Linked DNA regions of Mus musculus: all the other regions are linked to region 3. A link is a contact called in public HiChIP or PLAC-seq data. All regions are on one chromosome and are shown on one strand. Each heading gives the region's core, a stretch centred on a gene start, on an enhancer-like site or on the middle of the called end of the contact. The rest is flanking DNA. Distances are from core to core; before and after follow the strand shown. Region 1 has its middle 150 kb from the start of Tprg. Region 2 overlaps Tprg (transformation related protein 63 regulated). Region 3 overlaps Trp63 (transformation related protein 63). Region 4 overlaps Tprg (transformation related protein 63 regulated).

Region 1 (3,158 bases), core at 51-2,550, 350 kb before region 3:
ATCTGAAGGGGGCAAACCAGACCCAGAAAGACAAACATAGCATGCTCCTTTTCATATGTGTATGATCGCTTCAAATATTTAGATATATGAGAATAAATTGTAATAGAACATTTTGGGATACTAGAAGGATCCAAAGTTCTTCATTCTGTGTTGCCCGATACAGGGACTAGTAATCATGAAATATGGCAGGTTTAGATTTAGAAATTAAAATTATTATGTTGTAATTAATTTAAATAGACAAAACTGCTTATGTCTAGAGGTCATCAGAGTGAGCAGGATAGGTGTGAAGAAAGGAAGGGTAATGAGACCCTGAATGCTATCAATGAAGAGGGATTGCAGCATCTCTGATCATTTCTGGGAATGTTTAAGAAGATACAAGCATTTTTGAATTGCATGTTTTTGCCATATTTCATTCCATATTTAAGAAAAACAAATGCTAAGAAGAATTTGAGTTCAAAACCCCCAACTTTTCCACCCAAATCTGCTTTCAAGTCAGTATGTCATTAGAAAAGTTATTTTTCTTGTTCTTTTGTTTACATTAATAGCTGAAGCAGAAGTACAATACGATTTCTATGCATGCATTCATTCATATCAGATGTCATTTGTTGATTTACTCTCTGGGAGAATGCCTTAGTTTGTCTACATCTTAACTACATCCACCCCTTTCTCTTTTTATTTTTAGGTGTGTTTATATTCATTATAATGATATAATATGCTTTTATTTCTGTTTTTATCAACTTTATTTGCTATCATTTCCCTCGCTATAGAGATCCATCCCAGGGACATTAAATTAGAGTTTATCCTGTCCTGTTTACTTTTTGCCTTTTGGTTAGACATGTATTCACTCTTATGTTACCCAGACCATAAAGTGCTCCCTTGTGTTCTGAAGTTATGGTGTTTCCAGATTCTTTTAGAGTCTCTAAGTTTAAACCTGCCTGTGGAAGGAGGCAGGTGAGCATGGAATCATCTGCTCATTTTCTTTAGTTTTTTCTTATTTTCTATTATTATTATTATTATTATTATTGGTGGTGGTGGTGGTGGTGGTGGTGGTGGTATAAGGTGGTTCTCATCTTCTTGCCTGTGTAAAATTTGCTGTGTTTCTAAGATTTAGAACACATTTCGTTTTACTGTCAGTCTCCCAAAGATTCATGTTACCAACATGTCTTTCTTTTTTCAGTTGAAGGAAGCAGGATGCTGAGGAACAGGATAAACTGACCAAGGTCATATAAAGGAGGTGCTATAAAGCTGAGTCACTTCTATGTTATGATGACAAATTCCACAGATATGGTTTCAGTACGATTTTCTTAACCATTCAACTTTGCAAAAATGCTATGGGTTAGGTTTCTTATTTCATATTTACAATCCACACTGTGTGTTGCAGCAGAGAAATTTGAAGCTTGTGTGCTGTGACCACAGTTTCTTTCAAGGAACTCTAAAAATGCCTCCAAGGCATTAGGGTGCTTCATGAACCAAAGCTGACAAATGCTTTGCTACGGGTAAGGAACTATCTGACATTAAGCTAACATTTACCAAGCACTTATGTGCTGGCATCTGAGCTAGAATATTTCCTATGCATTATCTTGTTTTTATTCTCCCAACAACTCTCTAAATAGAATTAAATAGCTCAAGTTTCAATAATTCACCACTGTGATTGGGCTATGTCTTTCTTTAAAATGAGAGAGAATAATTTGAACATCAAACACACCCAAAGATAAAATGAATTTGGCAAAAGTAAAATGAGATTATGTAGGTAGTTTGGGTTTTGTGGGTATAGGCAGTATAGAAACATAGCTTGGTGAGCAATGTGTTTAGGCTGTGCTCCTGAAACCAGCAGTTAAATTCAACCAGGTGGACTGGTGTTAGGGAATGTTGCTCCTGTATAAATATGAAAAGATTCCCAGTGCTTTCTAAAATCACCAAGCTCCAAGGAAGACAGTGTTAGAGCACCTGAGTATGGGCTGCAAATACTTACAGCTCACATGGAAGCTTCCTGCCATTCCTAGACATTAATGTCTGTGGTCAAGCTCCCAATGGTTCAAACACGCTCACTTTTGACTATGGAATGGGCGATCATGTATTCACATGATATTTTTAAGAATAGAATTATCTTTCAAAAATAAGCATTTCCAGTTTTTAAAAGGAAGATTTATTTGTCAAGTTTCACTTAGTAGAATACATCTAAATGAAATTCACAATACAAGGTAAGGTTTAAATCAAAGCCTCAGAATTCCATACAAACAGCATGACCAAACTCCTAAAGTATTGGTGTCATGACTCAAAATTGTCCTGGATTTAAAAAACAAAAACAAAAACAAAACTGAAAAGTATACACTCACATACTGTACAGAATATGAAACCAAAAATCTAGAATTAACAAACAAGCCAGATGTTGTCACTTTGAATCAAAGACACAGCTCCTGTATTTGATTTTTACAGAAAAGCATGTTTTTTTAACATGTACCCCAAGTTTTCAGTGTATTGTGGTGTAAGAGCAACAACATCCAGTGTAAGTGAAACTGCTTTAAACTGAAGCATGCTTACAGCTTGAGTATACTCCTCCAACAGAAGTAACTTGAGGAAAGTTGAAAGTGGAGATGACAACACTGAACTTGTTAGCATATCCTAGAGGAATATTTTCAGAGATCGAAATTACTGAGCTTAAAGTTTGAAAACAATTATAACTTTCAGTTTATAGTAAGCACGAATCTCAAGCTTGTAATGCAAAACTGTTAAATTTTGTTGTCTTAAAAAAAAAAAGGAGAAAGAAGAAAGAATGAAGCTGAGCTGTAGTGATCGGAAGCAATTGAATTTGTCAATTATCATTATACTGGGTATGCTGGATAGCCTTCCTACTCCATCTAGTTCCAGTACATGCAGCCTTTTATTCCCGTAGATGCTATTTGATGTTTCCTCTCTTCCTAAGTAAGGTTTGACTGATAGTCATTGCATTTTCCTGAAGAACTTGATCATATCTCCTCATACTGCTCTGACTACCATAACCACTTCCATAGTCGCCACTAAGCTGCTGGCTGGCAGGACCTCTGTAACTAGACTGGTTGGATAAACCCATTACCCCCCAACCCCCCATCACCTGGCTATCATAATCACTACCACTTGCCCCTTCTGTAAAATTCAAAAAGAGCTCTACCTCCACCTGT
Region 2 (3,126 bases), core at 581-3,080, 380 kb before region 3:
AAACGACAGTCAGGAGTATGTGTTGATAATGACAGGAGATCGCAGTGGGATGGTGTTAAGACACAACCAATAAACTTAGCAGTTGGGCATTACTTAGACTCTGGACAAATCATCTCTCCTGGCAGTTGACAGCTACTATCATAGAGGGAAGTGCTAGAGAGCATGCAGACCCTGTGAGCTTTCAGCATAATCAGGGGAGTGTTCCAGAGTCCAGTGTCCGTTTCTGTAGAATTAAGGAGTCAAGGGTAATGGGACATGAGTGACTAACAGTAAATCCTTTCTTGGCCAAAACATCTGGGGACTGGGACAACTTTTATTACAAGATTGAAAAATTATTTTTAGCATAATCTAAGACAGTAAGTGGATGCTTTTTAGAATAAATACCTTCTAAAAAAATCTACCCTCATAAGTTCTGCATAAAACAAAACAACAACAACAACAAAAAAACAAAAAAACCAGGAACACTTCCATGTCATTTAAACAGAATGCAAAAGTACACAACCCTTTGCCCCTGGTGGGTCAGAAGTAGGATACTAGATCCCCCAGAGATGATATAATGTAGAGTTACCCTTATCTTACAAGAAGAGAAATAGCAACTCAGAAGAGTACCCAGGTCCAAGCCACAAAGACTGTTATTGTGAGCCAGTTTAACTGATTGCCAGTCTAGGAAGCTTATTATCCTAAAATGTAGCATTGTAATACAGTTGTAATTTGACAATATCATTCATATGCACATTTTAACACTATGAATAATAAGAACTTGGGGTAAACCCTTGGTCGGGGTCTTCTTCCCCTCCACCATGGACTTGACTGCTCAGAAACTGTTCCTCCAAAGCAGATAGACCACCTTTGTGAGGGCCTTATGGACCCTCAGTGTGGGATACCCACAACTCACTTGGTGACCCTTTTTGTAACAATTCACTCTCAGGTTATTTGGTTTGTGCCTTTGATTTAATACCTTGAGGTCTGTATGCCTACAGTTAAAAACCACCTTCAGGTCAGGTCTCAGCAAGTTCCTTTAGTTTCTTTTTTTTTACACTCATTAAGCAGCCATTTTTATTGATGTCTTGTTTAGCAGATGCAAGACAAAAATTGGTCTTTCAGCACAGGTCCTTTTAAAAATGGGAAACAGAGACCAAAACCCCTCGAGATAATGTATCTTTATCTCCGTGGTTTCATAGATGGACACCTATAGAGAAATAACCTTTTCAAGTCATCAAGTAAGATAGCTATCTGTCAGGGTACTGGGTTCTGGAAAGTTCTACATGGAACCACAAAGTCTTCAAGGCTCTGCTTATGAAGGCTGCAGCACATCTGCCTTTGTCGCTTATTTTCCCTCCTTTAACAGAATCTACGTTGTTCCTTGGTTGCTCATGCCAGTAAATGGTTAATCTCCCAGAGCCCAAGGCCCTGGAAACTTCTGGGAGGGAGCCAGGTGAGCAAAGAGAGTAGATAAAGGCAGCACCTGCCTATGGGCTTGGAACAGCCTAGGGACAGGGAGAGAATGTAAACACATTCTGCAGATCTCATTGTCTGACTCTGTGCCAGCGTCTTTTGGGTTCTTGTCATGGAAAATATTTCATCTGAGGTCATTCAATGAACAAGGGAGACTTGAATACCCACCACGATGCCAACTGGGCCCCTGCTTTTGTCCAGATTAAATAAGCAAGGGACTAACATTTCAGTGGGTCTAGAAGATCGGCCTTTCAACAATGAAAGCTGTGAGGTAGGAGAAAGGACACAGGAAGAAAATAAGCCGTGCTGTTCTGAGCTGCTCTGTCCTGCCCCCACCCCTCCTGTGGCCTCCCCGTGTTTGCTCACCAGTACTTACAAGCACACGCCCTGCGTTTAGAGTAAGAGTTAATATCTGTGCTTCCTCATAAATCTCCATTCAGTGCCTCTAGCTATGTTTTTAATTCTGTGGTGCAGCTTTGAGATTTGAGATGAGTGGAAAGGAGGGGCTGCTGACGGAGGTAATAATGGAAGCTGCTATTTCTCATTCTGGGGAGCAGTCTTTGGCTCATGCCTCAGCAGAGACTCTTGGGAGGCCTAGAGGACTCCTGGGAGAGCTAGGAGAGCAGGAGTCAGGAAGTTGGCTGTGCTCGTCTACACAAAATAATGCATAGCTTCTCCTGCAAGAACAACAGATTCAGGGAATGAACAAATTTTAACTCAGAGAAGGCATGGATAGAGCATCTCAGGACACCTTCCTAAAGAGCCTCGATCCTGTCTTATAAAGCTTGTGATTAAAAGGATGCGTCTTTCCACTCAACTGGGAGTTACTTTGTGTGCTTAAAACATACTTCTTCCTGTACGTAGTCCTCTGGTCTGGTGTGTGTAATTTCTTCGTTATAAACTGACTCTTTCAGCATGCCCTTGCTTTGTCGCTATAGAAGGTAAACCCAGTTTGCTGTGGTGATTGAAAACAGTAATTGCCTCGGCTTTCTACACTGCCAATAACTGTGTTTTAGAATTGTGAGTCACCGAGTAAAGCAGATAATTAACATGGGTCTAAAGAGAACTGAGGCCTTTTGAAAATTCTAGTTCTTAGTGTGTGTGTGTGTGTGTGTGTGTGTGTGTGTGTGTGTGTGTGTGGTGTGTATGTGTGTGTGGTGTGTGTGGTGTATGTGTGAGAGAGAGAGAGAAAGAGAGAGAGAAGGGAGAAAGGGAGGGAGGGGGAGGAAGGAATGGAGAGGGAGAGAAAGAGAGAGGAAGATGATATGGAAAACATCTTGGAAAGTTCCTTCTAACTTATGAAGTCTAGGATCCTAAAATTGATCATCACGAACTTTCTACCAAATTCTCTCCTGGAAAGACTTGCTCTCTCATGAAGCTGTTGCTCTATTTTGGCCTCTTTCTATAAGATATTGAAGTTTACCAGGAATAAAGACCACATCGCCTTCCTTGCTTTCAGAACTATAGAAATGGAGGCCAAATGCAGAGGAGAGAACACAGATATAAACAAAGTCACAAGGAGAATCTTTCACTTCTTCAAGGTTTCTATGAGTGTTTGCACTGGTATGGAAAGATCAAATGATGGCCAAGCAGGCTCAGAGATCATCTGATTTGATTCTGGAACATGGGGTCTGGGTCCCTCACTGGCTACAACTGCATGAACAGGGTCTG
Region 3 (2,858 bases), core at 197-2,696:
TGTTAATGATCAAACAGAGAAAGAAAGCAGGGCAGAAGTCTTTTGAGATCACTGGGTTGGTCTTAAAACTTTCACCATTGTAATTACTGATCTGACTGCTTTTTCTTTTATAACAGTACATATTTATATAAAACTCCTTGGTAGAAGACCAGTATGACCAAGAACTGCTAAAGGTTTCTTTGGCTGATCTCTCACTTATCTGCAAAATCCTTGCCCATGGGCGAAAGGTCTAGACATTGTCTGTGCTGTGAATCAGGTCAGCTCCCAACAACATCCGGGAAGTTGGTGAACTGCTTAACTTCTTTGATGGATAATTCCCCATTTAACGTTTGTCTGCCTGCCTGTTGTTTTAGTGGGATGATCATCCTCAGTAGGACTGAGAGCACATCAGAAACCCAGTTTGCTTGAGTGTGATAGTGACAGATGTTGCTCATGTTTGCATGTCAAATCATAAGGGTTTGGAAGCATTCCTTTGATGACAGTTAAGTAAACAAACTATGTAATAATAAGTCTAGGAATTCATTGAGATATTCAGCTAATTTACTTCTGGTCTGTGACCCAAATTTTAGCCTTCCAAGCAGAGCACCTATTTTGAATTTACTGGAAAACCAGGTCACATAAGCTCACCCTCTCTCTCAGGATGACAGGGCCAGGATGGAAGGGGAAGATGGGCTGGCATGTGAACTTTTTACTAATAAAGACACAGATGCACAGTAAAGGAAGGGTGCAGCCCAAGAGTATACAGCCAACCGATGAATGAGCCAGCCAGATGACCAGGTCTCTGAATGTAGGGTCTGTCCTTTAAAACCATGCATCTGTGTTTTATTTCTTAAAGCTAACCCTCCCTCAGCAATAATATGAATATCATACTACCAGTCATTTTGTAAGACCTTCCCTCTCAGATATTTAGTGTTTATTCAATGCTAAATTTGATGCCTAGACTGCCGTGCTTCATGACAAAGTGCAATGAATCTCTGCTTCATTTCCAAGACTTGGGCTGTAATAGCCGAGTATATATATATTATATATATATATATAAAATAGCCGAGCATATATATATGTCTATAGCCGATATATATATATATATATATATATATATATATATATATCTCCATCCATCCTTCCCCAGCCTTGGTGGTAAAATGATCTAGTTTTTTACAAGTCTGCCCTTTCAAGAAGGCTAAGCAGGACATCCAATCCTCCCTTTGTAGTAAGACAGGATGCCAGAGACATGACTGTTACTGCAGACAGAAGTGGGCTTCCAGGGAAGAATAAGCAGAGACGTGGGTAACGAGGAGATAGTAGTTTGGGTGTGCACTTGCAGTCTCGCTGAGCAGCTAAAGCTTGCTGTATCTGAAAGCATCAAGGCCCCTCACATCACGGAAAAGCTTCACCTCTGCTCATACTCAACTCCTGCTCTCCTGCTTTTTAAATGAGGACAAGATGTTCCAAAAACTACCAGCAGTGATATTTTTTTTTTTCTTTTTCTGGGAAGCTGAGTCAAAGTAAGATGAAGCAATACCTCTGAAAGTTATCTTGATCTTGATGTAATGTTTTTCTATATGCACTTTCCTCCACAATGTGTAACTCGGGGGAAAAAATCAAGCAAACAAAAACTCTCAGTGTTAGCAAGTGAGGCATCCTTCCTGTATGTTAATTAATCCCCTCTTGTTGTGTCAGAATCATTCTCTCTAAGCAATTCTCATTCTTGCATTGATTTATTTTTTCACTCCTCCAAATTCTTCCTTGGGAATCTTATTTTAGGTGAGTCTTTAGACAGTAAATGTGTCAGACAGCTTCAAGCTACTGTGGCTGCAAGAAGTCATGACGAGAAGCTGTGTTAGCAGGGTTGACGGACCTCATTAGAGATGCCAGAGCATCTTAATTTTGTACACATCTTGGAAATTCAGACGATCTGATACATCACCAAACCAACAATTATTTCCTTATAGGTAGACTAGGACTCACAAATCAGAGGTCAATTCCCAGGAGAACTGGAGAACCCAGCCAGACCCAAATGTTATTAGGTCATTTGGTAAGTTTCCTCTTTATTTCACAGGGAGAATGATTTTCTGGAGGCTAAGACATTGAACACTAAGTGACACTGACATTAAAGACACTGCTTACAACTTTATATGCCCCAGTACAGGGGAATGCCAGGGCCAAAAAGTGGGAGTGGGTGGGTAGGGGAGTGTGGGGGGGACTTTTGGGATAGCATTGGAAATGTAAATGAGGAAAATACCTAATTAAAAAACACTGCTTACTTATCATGTCCATTTATTGAATTTTGTTTGTTTGTTTTGCTAGCTCTGGCGAGTGAGTGTGTCCGTGTGAGTGTGTCTGTATCTGTGTAATTATAGAACTCTTTGGGTTAGAGACGATCTCAAAGGTCACCAGATTTAACCTCCCCAGCATCCTGGCCTTTAACTCTGTAATTACTAAATAGAAGCTTCTGCCTTCTAATTCTCTTAGAGGGAAGCAAGGGGGGAAAAATGTCATCCGGTTCATTCTCTGATCACAGGAAAAATGTCAAGCTGGGGAGAGGTTTGTTGGTTCCACAAGTGTGAAGATCTGAACTTGATCCCCAGTACCCACCTACAAAACTGGCGGTGGTAGCATGTGCTAGAGATCTGTGCTGGGAGCCTAAAGACAGGACAGCCTTCAGGCCTCACCAGATAGCCAGTGTAGCCTGCCTGGTGAGCCACAGGCCAGTGGGAGCCACTTTCTCAAATAGAAAGTGTGTTTAGCCTAAGAGTGAATGACATCCAATGATGTCCTCTAGTGTACACATACATATGCGCACGTGTATACATGCATTATATTCAACATACATGAATATGCATACACATGCACATACA
Region 4 (2,919 bases), core at 155-2,654, 410 kb before region 3:
AGCTCGTCCACATGCACATAAAACATAGTGGCCATCTTGCTCCTTCACTGAGGTCCCTCAGTTGTTATAAGCTGTTACAGGAATCTAGCAGAAAGGAACTGACTCTCCTGGCCATTGTGCTTGCATTTAGTTTGTTTGTTTGTTTTTTGCCATTTTTATTAGATCTTTGAGAATTTCACAAAACATATTCATCTCCCTCCCCCGACTCCTCCCAGACCTTTCCCACTCACCTAACTTTGTTTCCTCTTCATTAATTTAAACCCATCAAGTCCAATTTGCATTGCCATGTAGTCCTGGAAATGTGACTTTCCAGGGGACTGTGGTTGACCCACCAGGGGTTACAGCCTCAAAGAAAACTGTTTCATTACTTCTCTACATTATTGACCTATAAATCCTTTTCTCCCAATCATAATATTTGTGTCAGAAAAATTCTGGAGATAGAGGGACCCATAGAGACTATATAAGACCCAGAAGGGCAAAGCAACTTAGGTAAAATTACAGTTACAGAGACATAAACAACTGTGGGGCCCTGACTACTCAGGAAAACTCAGGCTTGGATCACAAAGCAAAGTGGCTTCACATACTGACTCTTATTTCTTGTCAGCCAATTCTCATCAGTAAAGACGGAAATTAATAACAGCATTTCAGGGATGTTGGTCAGTGTAAGCAGGTACTCTATTGGAAAGCCTAGTGGTTTGCTCATATGCAGTCTCTTGAATTTGGTTTGGACTCTTGGTGAGATCATGTGTTTTACAGTTTACAGCACAGTTAACCCTCCCCACCTGGTACAAGAGTACAACTCAGCCCTTGGTGGGAAAACAGTGCAAACAGTCCCTTCAGAATGTCTTCACGTCATAGGCTAACCAAGTTATAGCATGCTTTTCCCATATGTAGTTTAAGCATCTATTATTATGTTTGGGATATGCTTTGGCTTGTATTGCCAAACCTGTATAATTAAGTGTTATATTATAGTGGGCTCCACAGCATTGGGCAACGAAATGAATTCTGGCCTTGTAATCAGCTGAATTTTGTGCCAACTCTACAAGGCACTAGCTCTGTGATTGTACACGAATTTCCTTTCGAATCCATAAAGTGACAGTTCAAAAAAAAGAAAAAGGGGATATGACCGATTTTCAGATCTCATTTGCGGGGATTTTCTTCTGGGAATGCATCGGAGACTCCTACTGTCTGTGTAAGGTTTCATGTTGACTGCTGAGATCACTCTTCTAATCAAATCCGCTCAATCGTGGATGATTAAGATGATTTCCCAACCGCAGACCTCTCCTGCTCAAAGTTCTCTCTTTAAATTTACTGCCAGAGCTCAGTGGAGTTCAGTAGCCAGCTCAGATGCTGACAGACCTGGGAGACAGTACCGCCTCCTACAGGAAGGTGGCGCGAGAGACTCTTCTCATAGATCAACCAGGAGGCTAATGGCCTGGAATGGAATACTCACAGAATCAGTAAACTGGTGACCATTCAAAGCAGACTTCCCTTTTCGGGCATCCGGACTGTTAGTTGTCCAGCCTCAGAGGACTTCTGGTAAAACAGAATTGACTTGGGGAAGACTTTGCTTGTCATGATTTTCCCTGAGTGAAGTGGAAGTCAGCTTCTCTAAGAGTCGCCCTCCTCCCCCTTCTCTTCCTTATCTCCATGGAGTTAGGAGTCAGCCCATTAATTCAGTATCTATTCAGTTCTTGCAGTGTGCCAAGCATGCCAGAGCTGAGCTCTGGGGAGCAATGTGTGAAGTATTCGTTTTTCCGGGGCAAACGGTGAGATTGGAGAAGTATTAAGTATACGGCGTGTGGCAAATGCTGATACTTGTGACCCAGGTGGCACAGAAGGAGTGAAGGGGGCTCACTCAGAGGAGGCTACAGGAAGGATTCTCCAAAGATCCAGAATTTGAAAAATGTTCACTCTCTCCTTCATTTCAGTCCTCCTTGAGCTGATTATCCTGGTAGACAGTGACAAAGAGCACATTCTGGGGGGGGGGGGGGGGGGTCACACGAAGACTGGGGACACGAGTTCTCAACCCAGGCTTATTACTATTGTCCCTGCACAAAGATGGATGGAGGAGACGATCGGAATAGGTTGTTCAGTCCTTGCTGTCTAATTGGTCTCCGTCTCTCTTTCTTTTCCCCACTGATTAGCCTAGAAAAAAAAATCGCTATCTTTCCTAAGTGTTGGCTTTCTTAAAGTTCAGTGTACCCCATCTTCCATGACATAGACCTTTATTGGGGGGCCCTTAGCTTGTGGTTGAAATGTTCACAGTTCTTAACTGGAAAACACTGTTGAGAAAAGCCACAAAAATTGTGAACGTGCCCAGGCATATTGGAAGCTGCCCCCAAGGTCTTTCCATTGACCAGCACAAAGACTATGACGAAGGTGCTGTCTGCCCACTCCTATGTGGAAATCGTGTTGTGTTTGTCTAGAAGCCAGAAGGAAAAAAAATATATGTTGAAAATGGCCTGATGACAGCCTATTTTGAGATACAGATGCCTTGCTACTTCAAATCCTTTCTTGCAAAAATTCTTATAGTTGAAAGGTTTTCATTGGTCTGAAGTCCAAGGAAATGAGCGTCCTTCCTTATCTAATTTAGCTAGACTGACAGTTTGCCTGTAGCTATTGGGAAACAGAGGGCTACTCACAGCCATTGGAGTGAAACCTCTGGGATATGGGATACAGTTCCTAAGTTTGGCCACAGAAATGATTTTTTTCTTTAAAAATGCCCCAGAATGTAATTATATGTCTTTAAACTGGATGCATTTCCAGATCAACATCACTGTGGACTTGGGGTGGGCAGTTCTATATTTATAGAAGTTAAGCTTTGTGAGACTGATCTTTTTTTATTTTTTAGAGGTTCTCATGTGTAAAATATAGAAGGTGTTCTTCATTGAGGCATGGAACCTGATAGTATCACGC

What was found. HiChIP or PLAC-seq counts read pairs in DNA pulled down with a chosen protein or histone mark.
Region 1: a CTCF HiChIP or PLAC-seq map of the NIH/3T3 cell line shows a contact between it and region 3, with 9 read pairs. The contact joins two enhancer-like sites.
Region 2: a contact with region 3 is called in a CTCF HiChIP or PLAC-seq map of the NIH/3T3 cell line, with 6 read pairs. The contact joins two enhancer-like sites.
Region 4: a CTCF HiChIP or PLAC-seq map of the NIH/3T3 cell line shows a contact between it and region 3, with 10 read pairs. The contact joins two enhancer-like sites. A contact is called at or near these places in 2 of 15 datasets of contacts at CTCF or cohesin (the NIH/3T3 cell line and pro-B cells), 17 of 484 Hi-C or Micro-C datasets (3T3-L1-derived adipocytes, the AML12 cell line, the C2C12 cell line and 12 more), 2 of 115 datasets of contacts at active chromatin or transcription factors (the NIH/3T3 cell line and embryonic stem cells) and 1 of 9 other capture datasets (embryonic stem cells).

Annotation. Positions count from the first base shown.
Region 1 is chr16:25,438,886-25,442,043 of GRCm38.p6, forward strand. It overlaps the pseudogene Gm18896. Among named protein-coding and RNA genes, the nearest start is that of Tprg, 150 kb to the left of the region's middle. Within about 2 kb of position 1,301, at least 27 of the 459 cell types and tissues checked have an H3K27ac peak or open chromatin away from gene starts, as enhancers often do. A contact at or near this core is called in the NIH/3T3 cell line, where this site is marked.
Region 2 is chr16:25,405,806-25,408,931 of GRCm38.p6, forward strand. All of the region lies in intron 4 of Tprg (transformation related protein 63 regulated), which reads left to right. Among named protein-coding and RNA genes, the nearest start is that of Tprg, 120 kb to the left of the region's middle. Within about 2 kb of position 1,831, at least 107 of the 459 cell types and tissues checked have an H3K27ac peak or open chromatin away from gene starts, as enhancers often do. A contact at or near this core is called in the NIH/3T3 cell line, where this site is marked.
Region 3 is chr16:25,785,200-25,788,057 of GRCm38.p6, forward strand. The region is part of intron 3 of Trp63 (transformation related protein 63); the gene reads left to right. Among named protein-coding and RNA genes, the nearest start is that of Gm24928, 84 kb to the left of the region's middle. Within about 2 kb of position 1,447, at least 15 of the 459 cell types and tissues checked have an H3K27ac peak or open chromatin away from gene starts, as enhancers often do. A contact at or near this core is called in the NIH/3T3 cell line, where this site is marked.
Region 4 is chr16:25,375,492-25,378,410 of GRCm38.p6, forward strand. The region is part of intron 4 of Tprg (transformation related protein 63 regulated); the gene reads left to right. Among named protein-coding and RNA genes, the nearest start is that of Tprg, 90 kb to the left of the region's middle. Within about 2 kb of position 1,405, at least 33 of the 459 cell types and tissues checked have an H3K27ac peak or open chromatin away from gene starts, as enhancers often do. A contact at or near this core is called in the NIH/3T3 cell line, where this site is marked.